Linked DNA regions of Mus musculus: region 1 is linked to region 2. A link is a contact called in public Hi-C data. All regions are on one chromosome and are shown on one strand. The core of a region is the stretch at or near the end of the contact, and the rest is flanking DNA. Distances in the headings are between cores, read along the strand shown.

Region 1 (6,954 bases), core at 3,085-5,584, 330 kb after region 2:
TGATGGTCCCTTGTGTGTGCAGTCTGGTGCTGGGCCCTGATGGTCACCCATGGGTCATCTTGAGTGGTTACAGTAAAAAGGGAGCAAGAAGCAGGAAAGAGGAAGTCTGGGAGAGGAAGAGGAGATGCACAGAGGTGGCTGTCGGAGCAAGGCTTTCGTGTGGGGCACTCGATCCCGCTTGGGCTGTCTTGTGGAGCTGGTGCCTCTAGAGCTTTCTCCTCCCTCATCCTGAAGGAGGTGATACCAAACCAAGGGTTGCATTTAGGGTTCAGGGACTCAGACGGGCTCTAAGGGACTGTGGGAAAATCAAGTCTTTAAAGAACGAGAGGTTCTGAGGAGTTGGGTCAGTACATAAGGTGCCTACTGTCCAAGTACAGCGACTTGAGTGTAGGTCCCCAGTGCCTATGGAAAAAGCTGCCTGTAGAGGTTTGTAACCCCAGTGCTGAAGGGGCAGGGCCTATTGGCCAGCCAGCCAAGCCAAACTGAAGAGCTTCAGGTTTGGTGAGTGACCTCTGATGTCAACCTTGGGCCTTCACATGTGTGCAAATGCACCTGAACACACACATGCACACAGCCACACTAACTGGTTCACTCAAGACCTACATGTGTGCACTTGCACACACCCCGCCCACATGCACGTACATACCCACACTAAGTAGTACATACAGCACATATGTGCAGGTACCCACACTAACTAGTGCATCACACACACACACACACACACACACACACACACACACACACACAGTAAGATCTGTGCTCCCCAAGGCTTTCAATCCCAGGGAGCCACTACATAGGCCGAGGCTTAGGTGTAGGGTAGAGTCAACTAGGGCTCTGGAATAATCTCCCAGAGACCACCGCCCCCACCCCCTGCCCACACCTCATCTGCACCCTCTTCTTTTTGTGTGGTGTTGTCAGCCTAACGTTCCTGAGCTAGTGTGACCTGGCTGCAGTTTCTCTAACCCTGTCACTCACCACCCCAGGGTGTTTGGAGAAGGCCTTGTGGGAGTTTCCTGGAAAACAGGAGGAGTGGGAAACCAGCCTTGCTCACCTTATCTTCTGGCCTTACACTTTGAGACACTAATTATCACCCTGATAGCTTTGGCATCAAACCTCAACCAGGTGGCCCTGGCTGCACCTTCTGAGGGTGGCTCTTCTCAGGAGTTGGTGGGAAGATGAAGCGGCTGGTCAGGCTGGAGCTAGGCCTCTACCTCAAGGAAGCCCTGTCTGTTCTCTGTCCAAGTCAGATGTTTCTAGCTGGAACTTGACATTGGCAGTGCTCTGTGTCTACGGGGCTGCTGATGGAATGGCCACCCATCCGTGGGTGTGAGTGTCTTGGCTTAGGAGCTGAGCCCTGCTCTGGACCAGCAGGGCTTGGGCAGAGCTTCCCTGACCTTTTCAAGCCGGTTTCCTTTTCTGCAAAAAGGAAACAATGAAGAGTTTCACAGCTCAGAGAGGCAGGAGGGACTCTGTAGAAAGGCCTGGGCCTGGGCCTGAGGGATGGGAACCCTGAATAACTACTTCTGGGGTCTCGGGGCTGTGGTTTCTTGCAAGAGTGCTCGGGAGGGGAAGTCTGAGGAAGGCAGGAAATTTTTCCTAGAGGGGAACTCTTGGGGACCAAGGCCCACCTGTCCTTTCTGAGAATCTTTTTTTTCCCTAAAGAATTACTATCTTAAAATTTTATTTATTTATTTATTTATTTATTTATTTATTTATTTTTGGTTTCTCGAGATGGGGTTTCTCTGTGTAGCCCTGGCTGTCCTGGAACTCACTCTGTAGACCAGGCAGGCCTCAAACTCAGAAATCTGCCTGCCTCTGACTCCCAAGTGCTGGGATTAAAGGTGTGCGCCACCACTGCTCAGCACTAAAGAATTTTTTATTGGCATATATCTATCATCGCCAAAAATTAATGCGTAACCCATTATGACATGTTCATACATGAATTTACTGCTTTAAAAAAAAAATTCACTCCCATTGTCTTCTCTTGTGCCCCTCCCACTCCCCCAGTGGTCACCTGCTCCAGCCTACTCTCAAATCTTTTTATTGTGAGCGTGACTAGTGGGTTTAATTAGGGTTAGTTACAGGGCTGACAAGCATAAACACCTTACCAGTGGCTACACCACTAAAGAAAATGTCTCTTAGCTGGGCAGTGATGGCTCACGCCTTTAATTCCAGCTGCCTGGAGTCGGGGGCAGGCTGATCTCTCGGTTTAAGGCCAGCCTGGTCTATACCTTGAGTTCCAGGGCACCAGGTCAGGTTTCTTAACAAAGCCTGTGAGGGGCGGGGGGGTGGGGGTAAGGAAAGAAAAGAATAGAACAGAAAAGGAAAAAAAAAAAGTCTCACCCTTTCTCAGCAACTGCTGCCTGCTTATAGGTCTTCCGTGAGGGGTGTGGCAATGTGAGTCCCGCCCCCTCCATGATGGACTGTTGTCGGGGCCCAATCCTTTGCAGGTAATCACGGATGTCGTACAATAGCCATCTCATGCTCGAAGACAGCAGTTCACAGCACTCCAAACCTTCCTCTGGCTCTCACCTTCTTTCGTCTCCACCTCCTTGAGCCTTGGACAGAGTGATGTAGGCTCTCATGTGAGGCTGAGCTCCTTTTTCTCAGCACCTGACCGGCTAAGGGTCTCTGCAGTAACCGCTGGCCATCGCACAGAGAAACTTCTTTGACCTAAGTAGGCAGTGATGCTAATCTATGGGCATGCACGTAATTGTTTCTAAGGTAATTTCACATGTGTATTTTGGAGGAGGCTGTCCTTTCACACGCCCCCCTGACAGCCCATGGCCTCCCTGATGATGACCTGAGGCGTGTGTTGGTTGCATTGGTTAGTAGCTGACTCTGATTTAAGTTCGATAGCAAGGAGGAAGTCTTTGCTTGGGGCTTGGACGACTCTTGTGCATCTTTGTATCATTCTGCTCTCCAGAGCTGAGATATTTGACCCTGTAGGCACAGAGAGAAAGTTGCCTTGCTCCCGCTGGTCTGCAGGATGCTGCCCTTCTCAGCAGAACAGGGTAGAGGAAGCCCGGCTTCACGGAGCCACCACCTCCTCCTCATTCTGGGTGTTGGCTGTATCTTGGACTGGGTGACCTGGGTGACCTTGGATCAACTTCTCATCTGCTCTGAGGCTGAGTTTTCACATCTGCAAATGAGTGTCATGACTTTGTCATAGGGTTGCTGAGAGCCAGAGCGGCCCCAGGTAACGGAGTAACAGCTATCAATAGTAAAGGTATCCAGCGCGTCCTCTGGAACTGTCATTCTCTTATGCTGGAGGGAAGGCAGCTGACCTGGAGGTGCTGGCAGGCCTGTGGTCCCCTGAAGGCCTGGGGAAGCTCTGCTCTTACCTCCTGCTCACCTCGGGTTGCACTTGGTGTGTTAGATTCCCTCACATCTCTGCTTCTGTCAGTAGATGGTCCTCTTCCCTCTGTGTGGGCCTTTGCCCAAATTTCCCTCTTTTTCTTTCCTTTAATACTGGGGATTGAATCCAGGGCTTGGCATATATTGGGAAAGCATCCTGCTCCCGAACTACACTTCAGTGCTTGCTTCTTAGAGATGCTGTCTCTTGCCATGTCTTACAATGTATCCTAGGCTGGTTTGGAACGCCTATGTAGCCCAGGCTGTCCTGGAAATGTTGCCCTCCTGCTCAGCCCTCTGAGTGCTGAGATTCCAGGTACGTGTCCAGATGTGATGACATCTGTCTTCTCTCTTCTTACAAAGATGCTCTGGGCTCTGGCTCTTCTTCAGTCTACTCCAGCTTGGCCCCATCTTAAATTGGCTCTATCCTCAAGGACCCTATTTCTAAAGAAGATTGCATTTGGTTGGTCCTGGCGATTGGGACTTACACGTATTTTTGGGGGGGTGGGGAGCAGAATGCAATGCAACCGCTAGTATTATCCATTCATACGTCGTCTCCAGCATGTCGTCTCCAGGTGACAAAGGCCAAGGCTGGAGCCATCTTTACTCTGAACCCCTGTTATTCAGGTTTTCACACCCTGGGGTCTGACTTTCAGTTGCTGAGGTGGCTCTCACTGTCCACATGATGTGGGTCTGAGATTCAGAGAGACAGTACAACTGCATTGAAGTTACAGAGTGAGGGAGGTGGGCCTGGATTCTGGGTCCCCAGATCCTAGAGCCAACTCTATTCCAAGGAACCATGTCCCCTGTGTGCATGTGTGCACACAGCCTATGAATGTTCATTGTCCCATGTGGTGTGTGTGTGTGTGTGTGTGTGTGTGTCTGTCTGTCTGTCTGTCTGTCTGTCTGTCTGTCTGTATACCACAGGCCTGTTTCAACTTCTGGAGCCAAGACACTCTGGATGTGAGCAGTAGTGACCAGCTTCAGGGGAGAGGACTTTTGGGTCTTGGCTTCTTCTAACTTCCTCTTTTTCTGGCTAGCAGTTAACAAAGAACCCTGACTTTGGGGCTGGGGATATGGCTCAGGGGTAGAGTACTTACCTAGCCTATGTGAAACCCTGAGTTCAATTCCTAGCATTGAAAAAACAAACAAACAAACAAACAAACAAACAAACAAACCCAGTGACATAATTTGGAGTTAGATCACTCAGGTTCAAATCCTGGCTTGACTGGTATGGCTTAGGGCGAGTCAGTAACTCGCTGCCTTAGTTTCCCCACGTGTGCTGCAATGACGATACTGTAGCCTTATAGATGGACACAAGTGACTGAAACCCTACTGTGTGGTCCTGTGTGTGCCAGAGCTGACTTAATGAGGGCTCCTTCCCCTTTATCCCGTTTGGTATTTTTCTGGTACCAGGAGGTCCTGGGAAGGAGGATAAGGTGTGGTGCTTTCCAGGGGAGGCAAAGCTATAGAAAGCTCTCTGCACAGCGGTAAAAGAGCCAGGAGTCAGTGGTCTAGGAACCTTTCCTTTCCATAAAGAACACAGTGCACAGAAAAGCCATGTCCTGTAAACTGCACACGCATGCATATGCTTGCGTAGGACCACTGGTTGGCTGAGGTGTGTGGAGGGGCTGCCTTTGAGATTGGGACCCCAACTTCCCACTTCCATGATAGCTCTGCATGCCCAGCCTTCCTTGGTGCTGATCACAACTGGATTCCCAGCTGATTTCAGAAGCGGTGGTCTTCACCAAAGAACACCCAGTGCCAGGCCAACTCTGGGCCTCCTGCAGGCACTTCCTCTGGGTTCCAGTACCCTGCTTATCAGGAGGCCGCAAGAGCACCATCTATTTCTGGCCTGTCTGGAAATAGTGTGGTCTTGAAAGGGTGGAGGGCGGAGTCAGCTTTAGGAACAGAGACATCGCCAGTGGAGGGAGGAGGACTCATTTGACTTCTGTGCGTGCATGCGTGCATGTGTAGGCCAGAGGTCAAAATCAAGTGTCTTTCTGTATCACTCTCCAACTTTTTTTTTTGAGACAGGGTTTCCCTGTATAGCCCTGGCTGTCCTGGAACTCATTTTGTAGACCAGGCTGGCCTTGAACTCAGAAATCCGCCTGCCTCTGCCTCCCAAGTGCTGGGATTAAAGGCGTGTGCCACCACGCCCGGCTTCCAACTTACTTTCTTTTAAAGATTTATCATTATATTAATTATTTTCTTTTAAGTATTTATCATGATGCATGTATGTGGGTATTTTGTCTATATGCATTTAAAGGGCACCGTGTGTATGCAATACCTTTGGAGGCCAGAAGTCAGCATCAGATTCCCCTGGAATAGCCCTAAAGTCACAGATAGTTGTGAAGCACCCCGTGGGTCCTCTGCAAGAGCAACGAGCTTTTAACCTCTTAGCCACATCTCCAGTCCCTGTACCTTAGTTTTTGAGACTGGGTCTCCTACTGGATCTGGTGCTTGCTGACCTGGCTGGGCTGGCTGGCAGGACCTACCTGTCTCTCCTGCCGGGTGCCAGGGTAATGATATATAGCCCTGTGCCTGGCTTTTACATGGTTTCTGGGAATGGAAATCAGGTCCTGGCGACTGTTCAGTTTCGCTGCACATGTAGAAGTTTGTATGCCCAGGGAGGTACTGGATAGTGTGTCGAAATAAGGTACTTTTTGTCCTTAGCCATACATACTGCTGTCACCTTCTGAAATGCTAGTCTTTTGAAAGGCCCTTGCTGATATGAGGGTAGCATAAATGGAGAGTTATCCCCTGCATCCCTGTGACTGCCTCCCCTAACCCAGACCTTGCTCTGACCTCTATTTCCATTCCTTACACAGCGACTTTGGCTTCATCCTCTGGGCAGTTCGTTTCTTCCTACGCTTTAAAACTCAGTAGCAAGCTGACAGACAGTTGCTTCTGGGTAGAATTTAACAATCTGGTCTCATTTCCACCGAAGCCATGACTATTTGATCGTTCTTCTGCTGCTTGCTGAATGGCTCTTGTTTTCTCTCTGTCAGAGTTGCGAAAACATCCTCAGAATTGATTTGCTACAGTTAAAAAAAAAAAAAGGCAACTTGAGGAAAATATTAGCTACATAGTATCAACAGCGTGCAGCCATTGCTTATCACAAAGCTCTATTGCAGTTGGAGAAAGAGTGTTCAAGCCGAGGTGCTGAAGCCAAACACAACAAAGAAAACAATGCCCAGACCAAGACAAAGAAACTGGCCGGTCCTTCAGGGGCTGGAATCGAGAAATAGATTTTGTGTACTGAGGGCTTAATGTGATGGTTATGATAAACGGTAGCAAAGCACATTAAATATTAAGTGCTCTTTATATAAGGTAGCAAATCCTTTCTGCATTGTACTAACACTTATTTGTATCAGTGGGTGTGAGTGCCAGAGAAAGGGGATCGGGTCGGGGGAGGAAGAGAGAGAGGGATTGAGAGAGAGAGAGAGAGAGGAGAAAAGCTCAGGTTATTATCCCATTATTCCTTAGGTCCCAGGTCCCTTGTTTTCTTCTTGAGACAAGGGCTCCCACTGGTCCAGGACTGACCAAATGAGGCTGTCTGGCCAGTGAGCCCCGGGGATCTGCCTGTCTCTGCCTCCC
Region 2 (7,021 bases), core at 2,101-4,600:
CCGGGACAGAGAGATGCTGATGAGAGCCAGGACAGCCATAGCAAGGGCTCTGTTTGGGTTGATGTTTGTTTGTTTGTTTGTTTGTTTGTTTTTAACTCCTGAAATGTAAAAGGCTCTCAGTCTGCTTCAGGCCCCAAGGAGACGACAGTTCCGTGTTTACAGCGACAGGTGATGGCAGTGTCACCAGTGCCTGGTGACTTGGTCAGTTCACTTTTAAAAACAAACAAACAAACAAACAAAACCCACAAACAAAAAAACAAAACAGGTTTTCAGTTCAGTTTATTGACACAGTAGCTGCAGAAATTAATATTTTATAAAATAAATCAGCAACTTAATATGGGATGCAATATCAACAAAAGCTGCTAAGTGCCAAACTATTATTTTGTGTGTGTGTGTGTGTGTGTGTGTGTGTGTGTGCAAAACTCTTGTTGAAGAGTAGGGCTGTATTTAATTTTATTTTGATGTTTCAAAGTCAGTCATACCTCTTTATAAGTCCTCTTTCAGCATTGTGAAATAGCTTGGCGCTCCTTCCGTGCAGGCTTGTTTTACCACCCCACTTGTGTCTCGGCGTCTGAGTGGTCCTTCCCTCCTCTGTAAGGCACTTTGACCGGATGCATGCTGTTGCATTTGGCAACTGAGGCTAGATCTTAAAATTTGAAACAAGACATCTTTGGGGGAAGTGCAATTTCTTTTTACTGGAAGGTCGTCTCTCAAACTACAGTAGGCAAATCAAGGCGCTCTCCTAAGCTAGGGTCTAAAGTAGGCTTGTTGCTTGTTTGCTTGCTTGCTTGTTTTTCTTTTTTCTGGTTTTTTTTTTTTTTGTTTTGTTTTGTTTTGGTTTGGTTTGGTTTGGTTTTTGGTTTTTTGAGACAGGGTTTCTCTGTGTAGCCCTGGCTGTCCTGGTACTCACTTTGTAGACCAGGCTGGCCTTGAACTCAGAAATCTGCCTGCCTCTGCCTCCCAAGTGCTGGGATTAAAGGCGTGCGCCACCACGCCCGGCTGCTTGCTTGTTTTTCTAACATATCAAACATAGATGATTTTTCAAAGATTTAAGTGCTTAATTTGAAATGAAGTTTGTTTGTTTGTTTGTTTGTTTGTTTAAATCTCAAGAGTGCTTGTGTCCTGTGAGAAGAAGTGTGCAGGGCGAGTGAATGTGCGCGCGCATGCTGTGCCACGTGACTTGGAAGTCTGTCTGTATGTTTACTTTTGAATTGTAGTCACAAGCTACATGCTCTACTGTTTCCTGGTGCTTCAAATAAGCCCTGAATCCGTCGACTTTCAGTTACACGGCTGTGTCAAACACATGTGGCGTGTGAATGTGGAACTGTTTTAGACAGTAGCCAGTTTTGCTAGGTTGCATCTCTCTTCCTTAGTAGGATTTGAAAAATGTATTTACCAACTAGTGGTTCGTTCTGGAAAGGGCTGGTCTAGGGCTGAGCGTGACTGCTCAGAGGAGTCTTGGTTCTACTCCAGTTGGACTTTTTACATGATCGGCCACCAAAAGAACTGGGGGTGGTATCCGAGCCTTGTTTGTGCTGCAGCAAGTGTTCTGTTATGTCGCTCTGAGCACTGCTGCTGAGGTACTCTGATGTCCAGGGCTCGACGGTGTCATTTTATTCTTTGTAAGTGGGAAGAGGCCACCCCTAAACAGGAGGGGGTGAAAGCAGAGCTATCCTTGCTGTGGTGCCTCAAGGTCTGAAAGGCTACCAGTCAGATGCCTGGGGAAACAGCTAGCATCTCTTGAGGGCTCCGCTTAGCATCTCCTACCCAGTATACTGCATCAGGGGTCCTGAAGTTCTTCGCGGAGTGTGACCAGCCCTGCAGTGCTGTCTTCTACAAGGCTGGCTTTCCTGATTGCACAGCTCTCCTGTGGCCAGAAAAGACATTGGATGCTCTGGGAAGGAGGGAGGTGGCTTTCACCGTGTGCACCTAGAGGCCCAGAACTGCCTGGGAAGTACCCACAGAAGGAAGAAGCAGAGCTTCTTTGTGACAATGAATCCCCTTTAGCTGAGGGCACAGAGGAAGCCCGTGACCGAGGAAGCATGACAGTTGCCTGCCCTGTATCACGCAGCAAATACTGAGCAACTCCCAAGGGTTGCGCTTGTGTTTCTGGGAACCTCACATGGAAGCAGGTGGGACCCAGCCCTCCCTGCCTGGTTTATGAAGTCACTGGAGTTTGAGTGAGGACCCTGTCTGTGTGAGTTGATCTGGGTTTGCAAGCAGGCACTGAGTCACAGCAGCCCAGCCTTCATTGTGGTGCTTTGCACTAGGCAGAGAGTGTTCTCGTCCATTTGGCTGGATTTTAAATGAAAAGCTGTGTGTATCAATGGGCCGGCCTACGGAGCAGGAAAACTAGGACAGATTCAAAAATGCCAAGTGCCTCGTGGACCAAGCACATGCCATGTCTCCAAATGCTTCCGTGGGACAGTTGAAGCCCCATGCACACACCTCATAATGCTCATCATGTTAGCGTTAGGTTGCTTTACTGCATCTTATGTGAGCTTAGAATCTTTTCCAGAACTTTCTGCTTTGATCGTTTCATGTCTGAGGTGGGTCCGGATGCTCTCCTCCTCCTACAAGGGGCTTTCAGATGTGAGCGGCAGCCAAACGCAGAAGCCAGACCTTGGCTTCCCAAGGGTAGTCTACTGATTCAGTGGGAACTTGACTTTTTTTTTCTTGGCACACAGGTGTTTTTATTTTTAAAAAGTATACATCACTGGTAGTATGGGTCCAGCTTCCAGAACCGAGCTTTCCAGCTGAAAAAACTGAACAACCTTCGCTTCTCCCTGTCAGTTAGCTGTTGGAAGTCTTAGGCTTTACTGAGTGTCTTCTAGAAGCAAGGTGGGGGTTGTGAATAAAGACTAAAGCTAACACTTCATTGAATTTGCCCCATGAAGTCAGAGGTGGGGGAAAACTGCCTTGGCAGGCTGAGGTGTCTTTCTGCCTTTTGAATAGTCCCCAAAGACTTCTTACAGCTCCACTGGCTATACACATACGGTTATGGGGTAGACATGAGAGCGAGCCCATTGGCCCGGAGAGAGAGGAACCGCCACTCAGGAAGATGACTCACCCCTGCCGCCTGTAAAGCCGTGGCGAGCTGAACTGTAGGCTTGGCTACCGTTTTTGCAGCTATAAGTAGCTCTGCCTTCTGCCTAGCGAATCCTGTCCCTTCTTTGACTTTTAAGCATTTTAGCCCTGACAATAGATTTAGGGGTTCTCTTCCGTCATTCTTCCTCCCCAGACACGGAGAAGATACACCTTAGACGCTGGTGCTGAATTTCTTTGAATGTCTTCTGGCAGCACCAGAGAAGTCTCTGTTGCCTGCTTTATGGCGTTTCTTGGTTAACTGGATAGGTAGTGCTTACATTCATTCCCGTTCTTAGTGTCTGCTGTCAGTTACCTCACGATGTATTGATGTAGCGTTGGACTTGGTTCCCTGACAGATGAAAAGAATTCAGTGTTCTGTCCTGTAACAAAAGCCTGGAAGCAAGTAGTGAGCAGCCTGAGGCGTTGGGTCCTCAGGGCGTGTTTCCCATCCTCCCCCCCACACACACACTTTTTTTTATACTAGGCACTTTAAACCTGGAGGAGCGGTAATTCTTCTGGGGCTACTGCAAGGTGATTACTTGAAACTCAACTTGAACTTGAGACATTTAAAAGGCTGTGTTTTCCTGTAGCAGAAAAGCGGCATATGCACACAGAATAGAGGGCTTAGTTTCTGTCCTTGTCAGGATCAGAGACGAGAGCGCGTGTCTGATCTGACACAGTTGGCAACTTAGGCGCCTGAGGCTGCCTGCTGTTAAGGTTCTCCAGAGGTGCTGTTGTTTCTTGGGAGTTTTTCCTTTTACTGGCTCCTCCCTCCGCTCTCTCCCCTTCAGTCCTGGTAGACCAGATGTCAGAATGAAGCAGATGTGTTCCAGGTTCAAGGCCGAGGTTGACCCTGAGACCTTGAATCATGTTCTGCTTAAAATCATGACTGGTGTGACTTGTCTCTCACACAGGGGACTCTCCTTCACTTAATCCCTGCATATCGGTTCTCCACACCACCAGTAACAGAGCCTCAGTGCCCCTGCCTCTGGTCTCCCCTGGTCCCCAAGTCAGGGTAAAGTTGCTGAGAGACCTCTGCCATTGGAGACCCTCTCCCGGGAGTTAGCTCTCATGGAAGTGGCCACAGTTGGACCTGGCCTACTTAAATGGAAGGCTTGGGTAGTCAATAGTAGTTAGAAGAACCCTGTGATCTCCTCAGAGCCGGACCCTCTCCTCAGCCCTGTGATTCCCTCACAGGCCTCATGCTTAGACTAACTAGAGAACGTCATGCAGTAGACAGTAAATTTGTGTGGTGATGCCTTTCACAGTTGGCCCAGAGACTAGAAAATGGCAAAGCTTTTCCTTAGGTGGCCGTATATGGCAGCATCTGAGCCCAGCTGAGCTCACAATAGGAGCGCCCAAGAGAACATATCTCCCCTTCCTGCTTTGGCCCCTGACCCATGCTGTCAGTTGTTCTAGGAACAGGTCCCGTGGCCAGGAGCATGGGCTCTGGAGTTGAAGAACCCAGGGCTGCAGACTTCTGATCTGTCTTCTGGTCTCAGGGCTCAGTTCAGTTTGTCTCTGGAGGAAGGGCAGTGTGGGTTTTGGCCTCTGTGGGCTCTAAAGAAAGGGTGACTGGGTCCTGGGCCGCTGTGTTACCCATCAGTAGCAATGGCACAGTTATTTCTTTGGTCATGTCTACTGTCCATGCAGACAGTGCTGTGAGACGCTGAGCCAGTAGGGTACTGGTTGGGAACTGCGCATTCCTGGCTCCTGTCATTGCCTGGCCCAGTGTCTGCCACCTCCTTAAAAAGCATCCAACATCTGTTTGTGCTGAGAAAGTCCTTTCCCTTCTGGACACACACCACACACCCCACCTCTCATCTCCGACATTGGGATATCAGAAACACACCCCACCCCACCCCAGACCTGTGCTGAAATGTTCAAGAGTGGCAGACAAGCCAGGCATGGTGGTGCACTCCTTTAAACCCAGCAAGTGGGTGATAGAGGCGGGTGGAGCTCTGTGAGTTTAGAGCCAGTCTGGTCTACATAGCAAGCACCAGGACAACTAGAACTCTATAGAGAAACCCTGTCTCCCTCCTTTCAGAGCGTGCCTGACGGAGTCCTCTAAGGATCTTTAAAGTCCTTAACCAAGGAGGAACTTTTCGCTTTCGCCAGAATATCAAGTTTGTCATCTAGGTTGACCAAGTAAACCTGGTGTTTTCTGGGCTGCTGGCCGAGGCTTAGCTTTAAGCCTTTAACTTGGATGGTGGATGTGGGAACCGCTACTCTTTCTGTGTGTCCGAGGCTTCCAGCCTGGAGGTTCTCGGCAGTGTGCAGCATGAGGCCTGAGCATCCTGGAGCCGTCCTAGCAGGTGCCCAGACCCTGTAGGGGCCTTGAGGCTCTGGTTCCGTGGTAGGGCATAGAAAGGAGCATTTCAGGCCAGTGGGCAGAACTACAGAGTTTCATTAGCTTATAAATCTTGTGCATTTTCTTCTTGATTTTTTTTTTTTTTTGAGACAAGGTCTTAAGAGCCTTCTGCCTCTGCTCCCACCAGGTCGAATGACGTTAGGGTGACAGGGTGCGTCCCGCAGTTCTGGCTGATGGTGTCTGCCAGCACTACCAGGGGCCCACTGTGCTCAGGACAGACTGTGTGGTGCTCTGGGAACTGTTTATTTAGTCAAAAGGAGTCATTCCATGGGTCCTGTGAGGTAGTTCTGGGTCCTATCTAGGCTTTGCCTTATGCCCTCCACTGCTCGTCATCACGTTAGTCCCTTGACACTGGCCACTGGCCACCAGCCACCATGGCAGACCCTTCCCAGGGTGCCTCATGGTCCGGCTTTCCCTAACAGTCCTTAATTCCCAGAGATCTCTTGAGGCCGTGATGCCCACCAGAAGCATTGTGCTCGCTTGGCGCAGGCTTTGTTAGAAGCTCATGGCTGACTACCCTGCTTACAGCTAGGGAACGGCACTCAGCTCTCCCAAGCTGGGCTGGCTGCCCGGGAAGGTGCTTGGCGAGCTCAGCCAACGTCCCCTGGGAGCCGGTGTGGTTCTCTGTTACCTCTTGTGGAACATTTCTAGGGAGCCCATTCTTTTGTTCCTATCCTGTCTCCTCTGGTTAAAGCCTGCCAGAGAGCCCCTCAGCCCTCGGGTAAACAGTGAGATGTTCCCTTCACCCCGGTGGTCATGGGAGAACACTTCCCAGATCCCCTCCCCATCCTCAGGGCTCTGGGCTGTCCTCCTGCTGCTGGAACAGGGTCCTTCCCACAGCCCTCTGGAGGGAGGGATTTGGATCTGGTCATCAGAGCATCCTCAGTAAACTCTGCTGGCTTTCAAGCCCTCATACCCTTCTCCCCACCTGGCTTCCTAGTTGCTTGAACTGTGTCAAAAAGAAACAAGGAAAGGAAAGCCAGCAAAGAAGCTTAACAGATAAAGCTTGATAACGTGAGTTTAACTCCCAGAACCCATGTGGGAGAAAGAGGAAACTGATTCCCACAAGTTGTCCTCTGGCCTACACACACATTCACACGCACGTTAATAAGTAAAAGGAAAATTAACTCAAGTGCTGGTGGCGCATGCCTTTAATCCCAGCACCCTGGTGACAGAAGCAGGCAGGTCTCTGAGTTCGAGGCCAGCCTGGTCTACAGAGCCAGGACAGACAGGGCCACACAGAGACACTTTGTCTCAAAAAGACAAAAGAAAGAAAGAAAACTAGAAAAAGAAGGAGAGAGCTGTAACTCCTGCTCCCTGGACCCAGAGCCCCGGAGCAGCAGCCTATCCAGAATGTGCCTTCTCAGCCCTACCATGCCTCTGTGTTGGCACCTCCCACCAGCCAGCCCTGGCAGTGAGAGGGACACCTGCCAGCCAGTCCCAGCAGCTTCCGGGTCAGCACCCAGCATAGCCAAACACATCTCTAGCCTGGAGCAACTGGAGACTAGAACAGGAGCCTTCCACCTTCCCTGAGGCCACCACAGGCTCTCTCAGAGTCAGGGG

What was found. A called contact is a pair of places that touch in the nucleus more often than the background predicts.
Region 1: a contact with region 2 is called in a Hi-C map of B cells, with 2.9 times the contacts expected there. The contact joins two enhancer-like sites. A contact is called at or near these places in 2 of 15 datasets of contacts at CTCF or cohesin (large pre-B cells and pro-B cells), 16 of 484 Hi-C or Micro-C datasets (B cells, the CH12 cell line, DN2 thymocytes and 11 more) and 6 of 115 datasets of contacts at active chromatin or transcription factors (DN3 thymocytes, the HPC-7 cell line, bone marrow-derived dendritic cells and 3 more).

What each region holds. Positions count from the first base shown.
Region 1 is chr8:117,538,772-117,545,725 of GRCm38.p6, forward strand. The region is part of intron 2 of Plcg2 (phospholipase C, gamma 2); the gene reads left to right. Among named protein-coding and RNA genes, the nearest start is that of Plcg2, 44 kb to the left of the region's middle. Within about 2 kb of position 4,335, at least 51 of the 459 cell types and tissues checked have an H3K27ac peak or open chromatin away from gene starts, as enhancers often do. A contact at or near this core is called in B cells, the CH12 cell line, DN2 thymocytes and 4 more, where this site is marked.
Region 2 is chr8:117,206,266-117,213,286 of GRCm38.p6, forward strand. No RefSeq gene overlaps it. Among named protein-coding and RNA genes, the nearest start is that of Cmip, 47 kb to the right of the region's middle. Within about 2 kb of position 3,351, at least 59 of the 459 cell types and tissues checked have an H3K27ac peak or open chromatin away from gene starts, as enhancers often do. A contact at or near this core is called in B cells, the CH12 cell line, DN2 thymocytes and 4 more, where this site is marked.